Regions from separate parts of the Rattus norvegicus genome. Here region 1 is linked to region 2. The links are chromatin contacts, called in public Hi-C maps. All regions are on one chromosome and are shown on one strand. Each heading gives the region's core, a stretch centred on a gene start, on an enhancer-like site or on the middle of the called end of the contact. The rest is flanking DNA. Distances are from core to core; before and after follow the strand shown.

Region 1 (6,887 bases), core at 4,015-6,514, 65 kb before region 2:
TTTTCTCATATAACAAAGGCCCTTAAGATTCAAATCTAAATTTATATTGGAAAAAACCAACATGGGCCTAACTCTATTTGAAAATCATTCTATGGTCTCTTATTTTGCAAAACCTCATATAGATTCATTCTAGTTCTTCCCTTGAGTCTTTATCCCTACTTCTCTTCCATTCTTTCTACCTGTTCTATAAACATAGTTAAAATGAAGGAGGCCTGAAACGTTGGGACCCAAATCTTGATATTTACACATTTCAAAGTTTCACATTGTCTACAGAGGTCACAAAGAACATGAAAGTCGGACATGTGGCAGATTTGTTTCTATAACAGGTCAAAAAGAATGATGGAAATTCAGCTAACATAGGTAATTTTAGTGAATTGAGTCTCAGCATAGAGGCTGGGTTATTGTGTGACTTCTTTAGGAACAAAGTGCGGAATGTCAGAATCTGATTTTAAGGCTGTTAAAGATGGTGTTCTCTGAAGCCAAATGCAAATTCTTACCTGAACCCAAATGTAAATTCTTCCTGCTTCTTTTCTAATCCAAATTCAATAAAAACATTTTAGAGGAAGGAAAGGAGGATGTAAAGGATAAAGAAAAAATGTGGCTAATAACGTTATTTTTTAAGCATGAAGCTTATAATTAGACTGTCCTATTTAACTAAGAATAATGATGCTTCTGTAGGGCGACCTTCTGTTTTGTTGAAATCTGTATCTTTTTATTCCACTGTAAAGATGTTACAATGTCTTATTTGACATTTCCTTCATATACTCAAACCACTCATACTTTGAAAAAATTAGCACTGTGAAAATGTTTGTCATTTTATTGGAAGAGAATTATTCTGTGTACAATAAAAGGTTTCATAATGTAGAAGTCTTGAACTGAAACAATTGCTTGTGTACTTCCACACAGAGAGTCCTAGCCAGGAAAGTGAGGCTGGGCACTGTGCACAGCAATGTTTGACGAAGAGGAGTAGCTCGCAGATGTCATGCACAGAGGAACTCACCAATGGGATGGGCAATAGGTGCTCACACATAGCACACCTGGAACAGGTCTTGGTTGTACCACCTTGTTAGCCTAGTAACTCTCCTATGAACAGGATTTCCATGCAAAACCACACAGGCATATAGGTAAAGGTAAAAATCAAAATTTAACTCAAAGTCGTATTTTCTATGTCTCAATGTGTTTATTATAGCAGAGATCAGAGATCCCTTTTCTCAAGAAAGCTAGGAAGCTTGAATATTTGATTCATACCATTGGCAAAGCATTAAAACACCTTTTAACATGATTTGATAATTTTACATACAATGTATTTTATTTATATAACTTCCTAATCACACTTTTGCTATTTTATAAACTTTATCACAAAAATTTCAAATAACAAAATCACACGTGAAAATGAATCAGATCCAAAGTCTAGACATCTCAAAGAACTCCTGCACAGTTTGGAGATTCTACAGCTATGGGGCTTCGTACTGGGCTTTACCCTTTCACTCTCGAATGTAGACTACATATTTCTCCACCATGAAAACCAATTAATTAAAACTAGAAAATCCATTGGTGTTATATCCTCTTTTATAACCCTAGTCTATTACCTGTGTTCTGTTCTTCCTCATCCCAGTATTTAGCCTTTCCTGTTCTCTTTTCTGCATGTTTGATTGCTGTGTTAAATGACTAAATACTAAGCCTTATTATTAAGACGAGAAAGTTCCACAGGCCTCTGTCTGCTGTATAAAAGGAGAGAACTGCAGTTTTATGAGGTAACTTGGTCGGTATCTAGCTACTAGAGACTAGCAACACTTACCTGAAAAGTAATGATGGCCTTAGTTTAGCACTAAATGATTTAGCCCAGAATGGCTTAAAAACACAGACTGGTCATCTGGCCACGACACTAATATAGGAATTTTGTTTAGCTCATGGACGCAAGGAACATAGCCAGCAGGGCTGGTAGAGGTCATGCCATGAAGCAGAGCCTGAGGTGAAAGAGCACTGCTTACCTGCGAAGAGCCAGGCACTCCGTCATTTTAATAGCACACTAATTCCAAAAAGTTTTAGCACTCACGGCCTTGAAGCTTAATTACTCTCATTTATCTTGCTAATAAATGATGCTAGAGCTTACAAAAGCCAGTGATTTGCAAGTGGTAAGTCATTAAGTGAATGTGGGTGCATAGTAATATGGGAACAACCTCGGCACCTGGTGCCAAAAGTGAACCCAGGGTACCAAACTAACAAATCACAGTGCCTGCCATGCAGTGGCGACTCTCTCACAGTCTCTCCCCAGAACTGGCTGAGAACACATTTTTTGGCACATGTAACTTTGGTACCTAAATATTAACATCCATAGAGACTAATAAAAACGAGAAATAATTCTGAGATTGAGATCTGGGAAGGGCAGGTTTGGCTTTAGCCATGTTGAAATCCCTGAAGGATAGTAGAAATGAATATACAGCATTGATGAGAATTTCTACATAATGGCGATCCTAAACTCCAATATCAGACTGAGTGTGGGAGCTCATTAGGGCTCATGCGGATTAATGACTTGCCAAGGTTGAAGGAAAAGTTCGAAGGATAAGGTAGCTTTGCACTGCTTGGGTTCAGTTCTGGATGCTATGTGGGAACCCTGTTTGGTAAATTAATGAGTGCCTGCTCTTTCTTAAACTACTGGTTACTAGAAAAGGAGCTAAAATCTTAGCTGTTTGAAACTAACCCACACTACAGACCTCTTTTACAGAGATATCTAGATTTTACTCTTAATCATGACTCTATTTCCAGGCTCTGGGGGAAAGACACACAGTTACATATGGTGAGCATTAGTTTGAAGTGGCCTGTTTGCTTTTGCTAAGTCCTCTCATTAAATTTCCTGGATGGCTTCCTATCCAGCTTAATCTGCTAAATCTGAAGTTTGCTCAGGTGTTTAATGTGAAGAATTTTAAAAGCAGGCAAATAGCCCCCAGTGCTAGAACAAAACACAAGAACCAGCTAGGAACCTTGTGTGTTCTAGGTGAGGTTAGAGAGCTGATGAGCAGAGGGTGAACTGCGATAAGCATGATAAAGAAGAAATAAAAGAAAAAAAAATCCAAAACAAGTAGGGCTGTTCCCAAAAGTCCCACAGAAAACAGGGAGGGCTGCCCTGAGCCCTGAAAGCACAATGTCAGTGCAGTGCTGGGAAAGTGTGGTGATGAAAACACTGAACAGTTCTGCCACACTTTGCTCTGTGAAAAGCCTGCCCTTGGACTAAGAACACATTGTATCCTGTGTTCCCACTAAACAGAAACTCTCACTACTACAACCTTGAATTTGATTCGGAGGACTAGGAATGTGATGTCATTTGTCCAGGACACAGATAGTAAATGGGAGAAGCCAGATTAGTAATGGGAAACGAGAGGTACAGTATGCAGTTATTCACTCTAGGAAGTGATCCTCTGAGGAGGAACTGCTATCAGAGAAACTCTTTCCTGAAGTTAATTGCAAGCAAGAGACTTTCCCCTAACTCTGACAATTCAGTTGTCTAGTGTTTCTTTCCCTTTTTTCAATAATTTTATTTTTCTTGGATATTTTATGTATTTACATTTCAAATCATATCCCCTTTCCTCCTGCTTCCCTTTCCCTGCCCCCTGCCCCTGCTTCTATGAGGATGCTCCCACTTCCACCCACCCACTCCAACCACAATGCCCTGGCATTACCCTACGTTGGGGAAACAAGCCTTCACGGACCAAGGGCTTTTCCTCCTATTGATGCTGGACAATGCCATCCTCTGGTACACATGTGGCTGGAGCCATGGATCCCTCCATGTGTACTCACTGGTTGGTCGTTTAGTCCCTGGGAGCTCTGGTGGTGTTTGGTTGGTTGATATTGTTGTACTTCCTATGGTGTTGCAAACCCCTTTGGCCCCTTCAGTTTTTTCTCTAGCTCTTCCATTGGGGTCCCCTTGTTTAGTCCAATGGTTAGCTGCAACCATACTCATCTGTATCAGTAGGGCTCTGGCAGAGTCTCTCAGGAGGCACCCATATCTGGCTCATGTTAGCAAGCACTTCTTGGCATCAGCAATAGTGACTGGGTTTGGGGGCTGCATATGAGATGGATCCCCATGTGCAGCAGTCTCTGGATGACCTTTCCTTCAGTCCCTGATCCACCCTTTTTTATTTTTCCGGAGCTGAGGACTGAATCCAGGGCCTTGCACTTGCTAGGTAAGCGCTCTACCACTGAGCTAAATCCCCAACCCCTCCACTCTTTATCCCTGTATTTCCTCTGGTGAGTATTTTGTTCTCCCTTCTAAGAAGGAATAAAGCATCCACATTTTGGTCTTCCTTCTTCTTGGGTTTCATTGATTTGTGAATTTTTTCCTTAGGTATTCAAAGCCTTAAGACACCAAGACAGAGCTCATGGTCACATAGAGGAATCTTTTGATAGATTCCATTCGCGCAGAGTTCACTGTCAGTCTCTGAATAAATCACCCGGAGGCTGTAAAAAATAAAATCCTAACTAAAAGGATACCTCCAATAATATCATACTGAACACTCATTGTGAAAAAGCAACACACTTGGTGGTTAACGTAATTCATTCCATGTACTCTACATAATGCTGTGATGTGGATATAACAAGACTTTATAGGTCAGGAAATAAAACCTGGATAAGTTAAAACAGCTTGGTTGGACATCCACAGTAAATGACAGTACTGGATTTATACAGGCAGTGTATGGAGCAAGCATGGCACTGCTGTGACTGAACAGTTATTGAAAGAAAAATGTGACTCCAGAACAGGAAAAATGTAAGAAGTTATGATGTTGAATAAACCTTGAGAAACCCTCTAGATACCAGAGACATCAGTATCCCACACAACTTCTTCTCAGTATATATGGAGTATGAACTCCATAATCCTCCACAAATACCAAAGTAGAGACTACTTAAATCCTTCATACAACATTGTATCTACATAGAACTTGTACACAGCCTCATGTTTCATTTCAGTCATATTTATAGTGCTTCTGTAAGGGTCTGTGATTCACTGAAGAATAATACCCCTGACTCACATAGTAAGCAAAGCAAAGAGGATTTATTGTTCAGAGATATAGCATGCAGGGTCCCACCGTACATTAGGATGGAGGACAGATGTAAGTTTTGCAGGCACAATTTAAAGTCTAATAGGGAAGAAGCAGGTGACTTTTACCTTTCTTTCCCTGGATTGATTGGCTTTATCTTCAGGGTACCTTCAGGATTGGTCAAGGTTCTGGGGAGTTCAGTCTTTTCAGAACTGTTGCTGATTAACTATTACTGTCTCAGGCCAGGTGGGGTGGAAGCTCCTGGCAGCTCCTGATTGGCTTCTCATAGGGTTGGGTTTTCCCCCGCTGAAATTGACTTCTTTTGGACTTTTCTAGTTCTGGGAAACAGAAACCTAGGTCTAGTATCCGAAACTGCCAGTTTACAATCTGTCATGGAGTCAACCTGGCTCTGGCTAACGAGTCCTCTCACTTAGACACCCAATGCAATTTAAATACTATGTAAACAGTAGCATTGTTTAGGGAATAATGAAAAAATATACTCATTTATTCCATGTAGGGTGTGAATATTTTCTATCCACAGTTGGTTGAATTCATATCAGCTCTAGAATGCCTGAGTATTTGGTTCTGTCTGGTCTCCTGGCCAAACAGAGCTGCTTTTCTTGATTATGGTCATATGCCCAAAATTTCAGTGTAGTGAATGATGTTGAAACATGCCAGACATTCTTCCTTTCTGGTGAGAATCATTTCAAATAAAATTTATCATAGGATATTCTCTGTAGAGCAAGAACAAAAAGGGAGAAAGGGATGACTACTCCAAGCAGTCTGTCATATGTACAGTAACTTGTTTGATTCATTCCAAATAAAAATAATAAAACAATTAGAGTCTATCAGACTAGAAAGATTGAATTATTTCTGTTCTTGCAGTAGTAAATAATGTACAAAAATTTTTTTATATAGAAAAAATCTATCAAAGAGCATGCAACTTAAAATATAGGGGGAATAGTTGTGTACTAGACATTTAGTACAAAAATTATAAATTTATGAAAAATATATGCAATAACGGCATACAATATAATGGTTTGACTTTGCTTTTATAGGTATGAATTTTACATTATCTGACAGGTTTTAAGCAGTCATATTTCTTAAATTTTCTTTCTCCAGTATTGTTTTGGCTACTAAAAATGACAAAAATGTTTATGTGTCTTCATATATTATATATACATGTACAAGTGCATACACATATAAAATAAATCAAGTATTTCTACGACAAATCCCAGTTGATGTTTAACTTTTTTTAAATACGTTACTCGGTTGGACTTTTTCCTCTTAGGTTGAGAGTTTTTAAGTCTATAAGGCATATTTTTCTTACTTATTTTGATATTGCCATTATCCAGCTTTGATATAAAGGATATAGTTTATAAAGTTTGTCCCACCGTTTTACTTTTTTGTAGATTTTAAGTAGTCTTGGAGATCCCTCTTTCTTTATTTAAAGATTTGGTAAGTTTACCTGTTAGATGTTGTAGGGCTAGAGTCCTGGTCCTCCTCATTGGACTTCTTTGTTTGTTTTCATTATATGTCTTTATTGCTTCTTGAAATAGTTGCAATACTTGGCATTTTTATTTTTAAAATAAAAATAATATTCCATATTATTGATTTACCTCTTTTGTTTAAACTATTTATTCCATTTTCTAGGAATAAATTTTTTCTAGAAGTTCAGAAGAGGGATCCTACTTTTATTCCTGGTTGTAATCATTTGAAATAGCTTTCTTTTATTCTATAGTTTAACTAAAGATTTCTCAATTTATCCAATGTTTTCAAAAAACCAATCTTTGGTTTTATTATTCACTTAAAATTTTGCATAGCTTATTTGCTTATTTGTTTGTTTATGCTATA
Region 2 (7,672 bases), core at 3,874-6,373:
TTTCTAGTCACCAGTGCTAGGGAATGTTGTCAAATATTTCTGAGAAAGCTCACACTGTCTCTGTAGGTTGATTAGATGAGCTCTCGTGCGTCGGAAACCTGACTACTTTCCAACAACTTGATTTCACAAATGGAAAAACAGCATCTGTTTTCCCGCAGCTTCACATATGGCGATCATTGTTGCTAAGACAAGCTAAAGCAGGTAGTCCATGTGATTGTGCCCCTCTGGAGTGCTGCAGCCTCCTGGGACCAGATTACACTGGTCTGCTGTGAAGGACTCTGACTCCCCAGGCAGTAGAAAGTGCATATTTAATCAACATATGCAAAACATCCCTATGAACAGCAAATTACAGAGGAAATAATCAAATGCAATATTTACCACCTCTGTGTTTACAGTGGGCTGATTTGGATAGGTAGTCCTCATGCCACACACAGCTAGGATGACTGCTAAGGAAGAACATCAGCCATTTGCGTACAGAGTCAAAAAAGCCAAACTGTTTGTTTATGCACAAGAAGTATGGTGGAGACGAGAGAGAAGCTCTGTACAATTTGACTATGCAGTACTCTCTTCCTAGATGCTTTCCTGTGTTTTACACCATCTGTGTAAATACTACACATCAAATTATTGGCCCATTTTAGGGGGGAAAGGTCAGGAAGCTGAACTACAACTCCTGTTTGTCCCTTCCAAGATCATTGTTTGTGTCTTAATGGTCAGATGATTAGCAGCAATAAAACGAAATCCCAGAAGAATCCAACAGCCAAGTGTCTTGCAAACTGACTTTTTCCTCTCCGTATCCTTCTTCCTTTCCTCCTTGCTCTCCCTCTCTCCCCTCTTCCTCTCCCTCTCCTTCCCTCCCCCTCCTCTGTCTCTCTCTCTCTCTGTCTCTCTCCCTCTCTGTCCCTGTGTGTGTATGTGTGTGTGTGTATGTGTGTGTGTGTGTGTGTGTGTGTGTGTGTGTGTGCGCCCGCGCGCGCGTTCCCCTTTTAAATTGTTCTACCAATGGCTTTAACCCTGATTTGAAAGAATGCAATCCTATACATTACAAAAAGCCGTTGGAATGTAACAGCTCGTAAACACATAGTCACTTATCAGGAACGCTCAGCACAGCCCTACACAGCTCATAGTAGATTAGAGCTAGAAAATCTGAAAATCTGAAAGTGCTTAAGCTTTATTATGTTAATTTGTAGTCCTAACTTACAATTTGAAATTTTTTAGAGATGTCCTTTTTTAGACACCAGCTTTATTCTAAAAATCCAAGGTGATGGTAAATTTGGAGCATTGCAGTCTTTTGGGACATTTGATTACCAAGAAATATAGGGAGAAGGCAAAGACTGAAGGTACAATGACAGATTGAATGTTACAAAAGTACATGAATCAGAAAGAAGTCACAAGGAAGACAGTGGCGGTATCTTAGTTTTTAGCAAAGCTAAGGACTAAGAATCCCACAGAGATGGAGGGGAATGAGGAGGTACCTGCCAACTGTGTGCTCCATGACTTGAACCCTTACAGTACACAACTGAGATGTGGAGATGTTGAACTTAATATGACTCAGAATAGCAGCACAACTAGACCCTTCAGGCAGGTCCTTCCCTGTGAGCACTGCACATGTATTTCAGTAGCTGGGAAGACTGTACTCAGATTCTATTCACCTCAGAACACACCGAAGGTTTCTATCTTGGACATTGTCTCTTCATTCGTTTGTTCTTGCTCCCTTCATTGTTTGTCTATTGAAATGGTGTCTTAATACATAGCCCACTTTGGTAAAATATACACCGCCATCCCCATTGCTGTGGTTTGTTTCTACAGTCAATGGAGATAGTAAAATATTAGAGAATTCCAGAAAGAAATAATCCCCAAGTTTTAAATCATTTTATATTGTTACAATGTTACAATTGTTTTGTTTCACATTACTAAATTTTTACTGTATTATTACTTTTATTATCAGAGGTGTGCATGTGTAGGGAAAACTATACCATATGTACTAGAACCATCTGTTCTTTCATGGTATGTTGGAGAGTCTCAAAAGGTATTTCCATTTCCACTGCCATGTGAATTTAAGACACCTATTTCTTATATTTTAAAAACAATAGCAGGGGCTGGAGAGATGGCTCAGTGGTTAAGAGCACTGACCTCTCTTCCCAAGGTCCTGCGTTCAATTCCCAGCAACAACATTGTGGCTCACAACTGTCTGTAATGGGATCTGATGCCTTCTTTCGGTATGTCTAAAAGACGATGATAATGTCCTCACATATATAAATAAATAAATCTTTAAAAAACAAGAATAAATAAAATTGTATTTTATATATATGAATGTTTGCCTGCATGTGTGTATATGAACCATGTGTGTGCAGTATCCATGGAGGCAAGATGTATGTGTCAGATCTCCTGGAACTGGTGTTACAGATGGTCATCACCTGCCAAATAGGTATTGCAAATGGAACCACTGTCCTCTGAAAGTGTAGCAGGTGCCCTTAACCTATAATCCATCTCTCCAGCACAAATAAATCTATTTATTTATTAGTATTTTTAACTGTATAGTACGAAGACTTAACTTGAAATAGTGTAGTACACTAGAGACCCAAGAGGGGAAAACGGTTTGCAGATAGTCCTACAACCACATTTAACTGAATGCAGAGCATCTGAAATTTCTGTATAGTTTTATTTAAGCTTTGTTCAATCAACAGGAATTTTTAGACCTCTGAAGTAGGGTCAATAATTCTACTCTAGGATCAATCATTTAGTCATTTATCCAATCGACCACAGATTAACCATTTGTCCAGTCTTTGCCAGAATCAATCTTCATTTGGACACTAAAGAGTGTTCTGAAATCTTTTCTGATGAAATGTTCAAAATCAAGGTAAATGATGTAATGTGAGACTTGAAAGTGGACATTTTAGTCTCTTGTATAATTTTTATGGTAGAACTAGCTATACTGTAGGCATATAATATAATTCAGTGGTGGTTTATAGAGCTCATGATTGTCAATACCTTTTTGGTTCTGGAAATGCAAAGATTATTGGAGTGTATTAGGTGTTAAAAGAGAACAAGGTTAATATAACTGACTGAAGGTGTAAACCCAAGATAAACAGTTTAACAATGTCAAAAGAATATATATATTCACACAAGGACTCTGCTCCTGATCTTAAAGGCTATGCAGGTCTGTGTTTCACAATATATGTGATGAACCTTGTGGAAGTTGAACAAATATGTTGACTCCAAAGCCATTGATATATATTCACTCCAGAGATTGTTTTTCTGAGTTCAAGTAAAAATGAAAACCTTAAAGTCGACTAAATTACTCTTACTTAAAAGAAATAAGTTCTTTAATGGTTACTTACAAATTTGGTAGCCTTAAGGGTTTTGTTCTCCAAAAGAATTACATTTGTGGTGGCAACTGGGGGAAATACATGATCATAATGATTCAAAACTTTGCAAATATGTACAAAAAATGGCTTGTTATTTCTAGCACTATGAAGGCCATGGAGCCATTCTCCTGTTTTTCCCTTGAACTCCTTTGTAAGGCACCTCTGGGTAATGATCTGCCCAGGGATCTGTTAGCTTATTACAGTAGATACCACCATATCACTAAGCAACATCCCAACCTCCCAGAAAAGCTTGCTGGTGCCAGAAAATCAGGACATATCTAATTTTTAAGTCAAATAACTCCAAAGATATGGTATTATGTCATTTTATGAAAGCAGAGCCTCAGAAACAAAATTAGTCTTCAAAATCCATTTCTTCCCTAGAATGTTGTGCTGAAGAGGGCTTCACATGTAGCAGCTACCATCACTTATTGTAAAACATTCAAAAAAAGGAGTGATGACTATACTATAGATTTTTAATTACCTACCCGGGGAAACACCTCTTAATAAAAAGAGGGTCCCTCCATTGAACTGCCTGAGGATCCAGCTATACCTCTCTTGGGCATATACCCAAAAGATGACCCAACATATAAAAAAGACACATGCTCCACTATGTTCATCGCAGCCTTATTTATAATATCCAGAAGCTGGAAAGAACCCAGATGCCCTTCAACAGAGGAATGGATACAGAAAATGTGGTACATCTACACAATGTAATATTACTCAGCTATCAAAAACAATGACTTTATGAAATTCGTAGGCAAATGGTTGGAACTGGAAAATATCATCCTGAGTGAAGTAACCCAATCACAGAAAAACACACATGGTATGCACTCATTGATAAGTGGCTATTAGCCCAAATGCTTGAATTACCCTAGATGCCTAGAACAAATGAAACTCAAGACGGATGATCAAAATGTGAATGCTTCACTCCTTCTTTAAAAGGGGAACAAGAATACCCTTGACAGGGAATAGAGAGGCAAAGATTAAAACAGACACAGAAGGAACACCAATTCAGAGCCTGCCCCACATGTGGCCCATACATATACAGCCACCCAATTAGACAAGATGGATGAAGCAAAGAAGTGCAGACCGACAGGAGCCGGATGTAGATCGCTCCTGAGAGACACAGCCAGAATACAGCAAACACAGGGGCGAATGCCAGCAGCAAACCACGGAACTGAGAATAGGACCCCCGTTGAAGGAATCAGAGAAAGAACTGGAAGAGCTTGAAGGGGCTTGAGACCCCATATGTACAACAATGCCAAGCAACCAGAGTTTCCAGGGACTAAGCCACTACCTAAAGACTATACATGGACTGACCCTGGACTCTGACCTCATAGGTAGCAATGAATATCCTAGTAAGAGCACCAGTGGAAGGGGAAGCCCTGGGTCCTGCTAAGACTGAACCCCCAGTGAACTAGATTGTTGGGGGGAGGGTGGCAATGGGGGGAGGATGGGGAGGGGAACAACCATAAAGAAGGGGAGGGAGACGGATTAGGGGGATGTTTGCCCGGAAACCGGGAAAGGGAATAACACTCGAAATGTATATAAGAAATACTCAAGTTAATAAAAAAAAAAAAAAAAGAGGGTCCCTCTTAGTGAAGAGAGATCTTTCATAACATGGGGAAAATCAATGGCTTTGGAGTCAACATATTTGTTTGACTTCCACAAGGTTCTTCAGATAATATTGTGAAACACAGACATGACATAGCCTTTAAACTCTGGAGCAGAGTCCTTGTGTAACCAGAAGGTTCTGTCACATGGAAAATTTCTTTGCAGACACTTAGGCATTGCGTATCAGCTTTGCGATTTACTGGGTTCTAGCTAGTGATCATGGTTCCATCGCTGAATCTTTTAAAACCTTATCTTTTTTCCTCCTATGAAGCAGTGGCAGTTTCTCATAAGCTCATTGTCAAAACTGAATAGTAGGAAAAGGATCAGCTCATTTGCCGTAAAGGGGATGTTTGGTATATGATAGATAGGCACTTCTTTCAATATTGTTCTTGTGTTGAATTAAATCACCAGAAAACAAATATCAATACTTGGGTGTCATGAATGTTTGCAAGGAATTCCTTAGGAAAATAAGTGTCTAGGTAACTTCTCTCTGACATAGGCAGGAGGCATGCTTGAGTAGAGAAGGCTGGAGAGATAGCAGTCTTCTGTGGTAAAGAAAGCATGTTTACTGATGAGGCTGCTAGAGTTCTTAGTTGTGGTGTGGCCAAAAAGCAACAGACTGAGGACCCCGTATGTATCTAGGACAGACTGATATGCTTTGCTTGTGTTTTTTTCTTTAGGCAGTACCAACTAATCCCTCACCTCACTCCAGGCTTTGTTTTTACTTTCTCCTCTTAGGAACTTGGTATGTTATCTTCACATTTATCTTAGATGCATGACTTATTTTTTTCTGTTTTTCTAACATCTTTTAACCATGATTGAAATGCAATTTTTGGTCACTTTATGTTGAATAATTTAAACACATTTTGTACAACAAAAAGTGAATGGGGAAGAAATAGCCATACAGAAAAAATATATTACAAAGTTTTCTATCTAGGAAAACTGAAATGAGACAAAGAAAAATTAAAATGTTGATGGAAAAATTGAGATCAGAGCTCAATCATCAAAGGTAAATGAAGCTTGTAATTTAACAATCAAGAAGAATAAACACATCAGAACAAAATGCTTTTGCTTATAAAATCAAAAATATCAAGTAAAAGAAAAGCAATTACTAAGACCAAGCTTTTCTTGCAATGATGACGATACTTCAGTATTGCCAAATGTATAAATAAAAATGGAAATTCCAGTTAATGATTTTTAATTACTCTCTTATAACTGATGCCAAATATATATTAACAAACAGCCGAATGATTGACTGAATGTTTTGCTTTTCATCTGTATGCTTGGTGTCATGTAGATAAATACTCAATCTAAGAAGTATATTAAGAAATCGTGGAGCAAAACAGTTAGAATTATAAAGGATTTTTAAAGACCCTGTCTTCACAGATAAATACCCTGGATAAATCCCCAAATCAACACATCCATCTGCACCTGTTAGCATCATTTTTAGCTCTTTCTTGTGCTTTCTCTGCATTATTATGTCTTTCTTGAACTCTTTCATATTCTCAGTTTTCTCATATTTAAGATTTAATGTCATTAGTAGGTATTCATTAATCAAACTCCAAATGCAGATAGAATAACCAAAACATGTCTGTAAAATGTGGTCAAACATTTTTAGCAAAGCACAAATAATAAAATGAAACTATAGCTTATGGACATGGATTGCAAAACAGAAAACTTCATATATAGCATGTATATATATGTGTGTGTGTATGTGTGTGTATATGTATGTGTGTATATATGTATGTGTGTGTATGTGTATGTGTTTGTATATGTATATGATATGTAAGTATATAAAGGATAGTTTGGACTGTGGGTAATCCAGTGGTAGTAAATATTAAGTCTGCCATCTCTTTGAAGCACTGAAAATTTCATTTTGGAGGAAAAAGAAAAGCTAAGAAACATAACACTTCCTTTTACTTCTCCTCCTCTTTTCCTTTCTTTCATTGGTGCATTCCTTGGGCAAGAAGCCCCTGTTCTAAGATGTCCTCCTTATATTTCACCATTTGGTGTCATTTGCACATTTTTTATTGGTAAAAGATTTTGAGGGTCAGAAATTACTTTTGCTTGTGAGTTTTCCACCATGAATCAACCTCTGCAATGAGATGCAATGAGACCCTTCCTTTTCTATTGTTTTAGGGACAGGACCTCCTTATGTAGCATGGAATAATTTAATTTTAAGCATGTCATGAAGTTGTCTAACTTCACATTGGTGATTCCCCCAGTCTCAGTTTCATGAATGCTGGGGGAATTTGTATTACCACACCTTGATGCAAAAATTTTAACTATATTTAAGTGTACTTACAATGAAAGAATCCAGAAACTCTACTTGTACATCACACTTTAAAACTAAAGTGAAATTGTATGCAATGAACAACAATATGCAAGGAGTCACCTCCCTACACGGTGCCACAAACTACAGATGACCTTGCAGCATTTATGCTTGACATTGGTGTACTTTTGTGATCGAATATTTGCCAGAAATGTTACTGGTAGTTTAGGGAAAGTGAAATGTGTTATTTCTTTAACCTGAAGGAATGGTGTTATGAATTGGTTGAGGGAGGACGATTCAAAGCACAGATGCTATCTGCTGTCAGCATCAGCTACTTAGTCTTTGCTGTAGGGGAGCTACACAGATGTCAGTTTCTCTGTTGTACCACCCGTTTTATATTCAGTATAGGTGTCTTAGTCAC

Evidence for each region. Hi-C and Micro-C count contacts between places; a contact is called where the count stands out from the background.
Region 1: a Hi-C map of liver shows a contact between it and region 2, with 2.0 times the contacts expected there. The contact joins two enhancer-like sites. A contact is called at or near these places in 2 of 12 Hi-C or Micro-C datasets (both in liver).

Annotation. Positions count from the first base shown.
Region 1 is chr2:102,874,673-102,881,559 of GRCr8, reverse strand. No RefSeq gene overlaps it. Among named protein-coding and RNA genes, the nearest start is that of Rpl30l3, 240 kb to the right of the region's middle. Within about 2 kb of position 5,264, at least 1 of the 93 cell types and tissues checked has an H3K27ac peak or open chromatin away from gene starts, as enhancers often do. A contact at or near this core is called in liver, where this site is marked.
Region 2 is chr2:102,808,437-102,816,108 of GRCr8, reverse strand. No RefSeq gene overlaps it. Among named protein-coding and RNA genes, the nearest start is that of Rpl30l3, 180 kb to the right of the region's middle. Within about 2 kb of position 5,123, at least 2 of the 93 cell types and tissues checked have an H3K27ac peak or open chromatin away from gene starts, as enhancers often do. A contact at or near this core is called in liver, where this site is marked.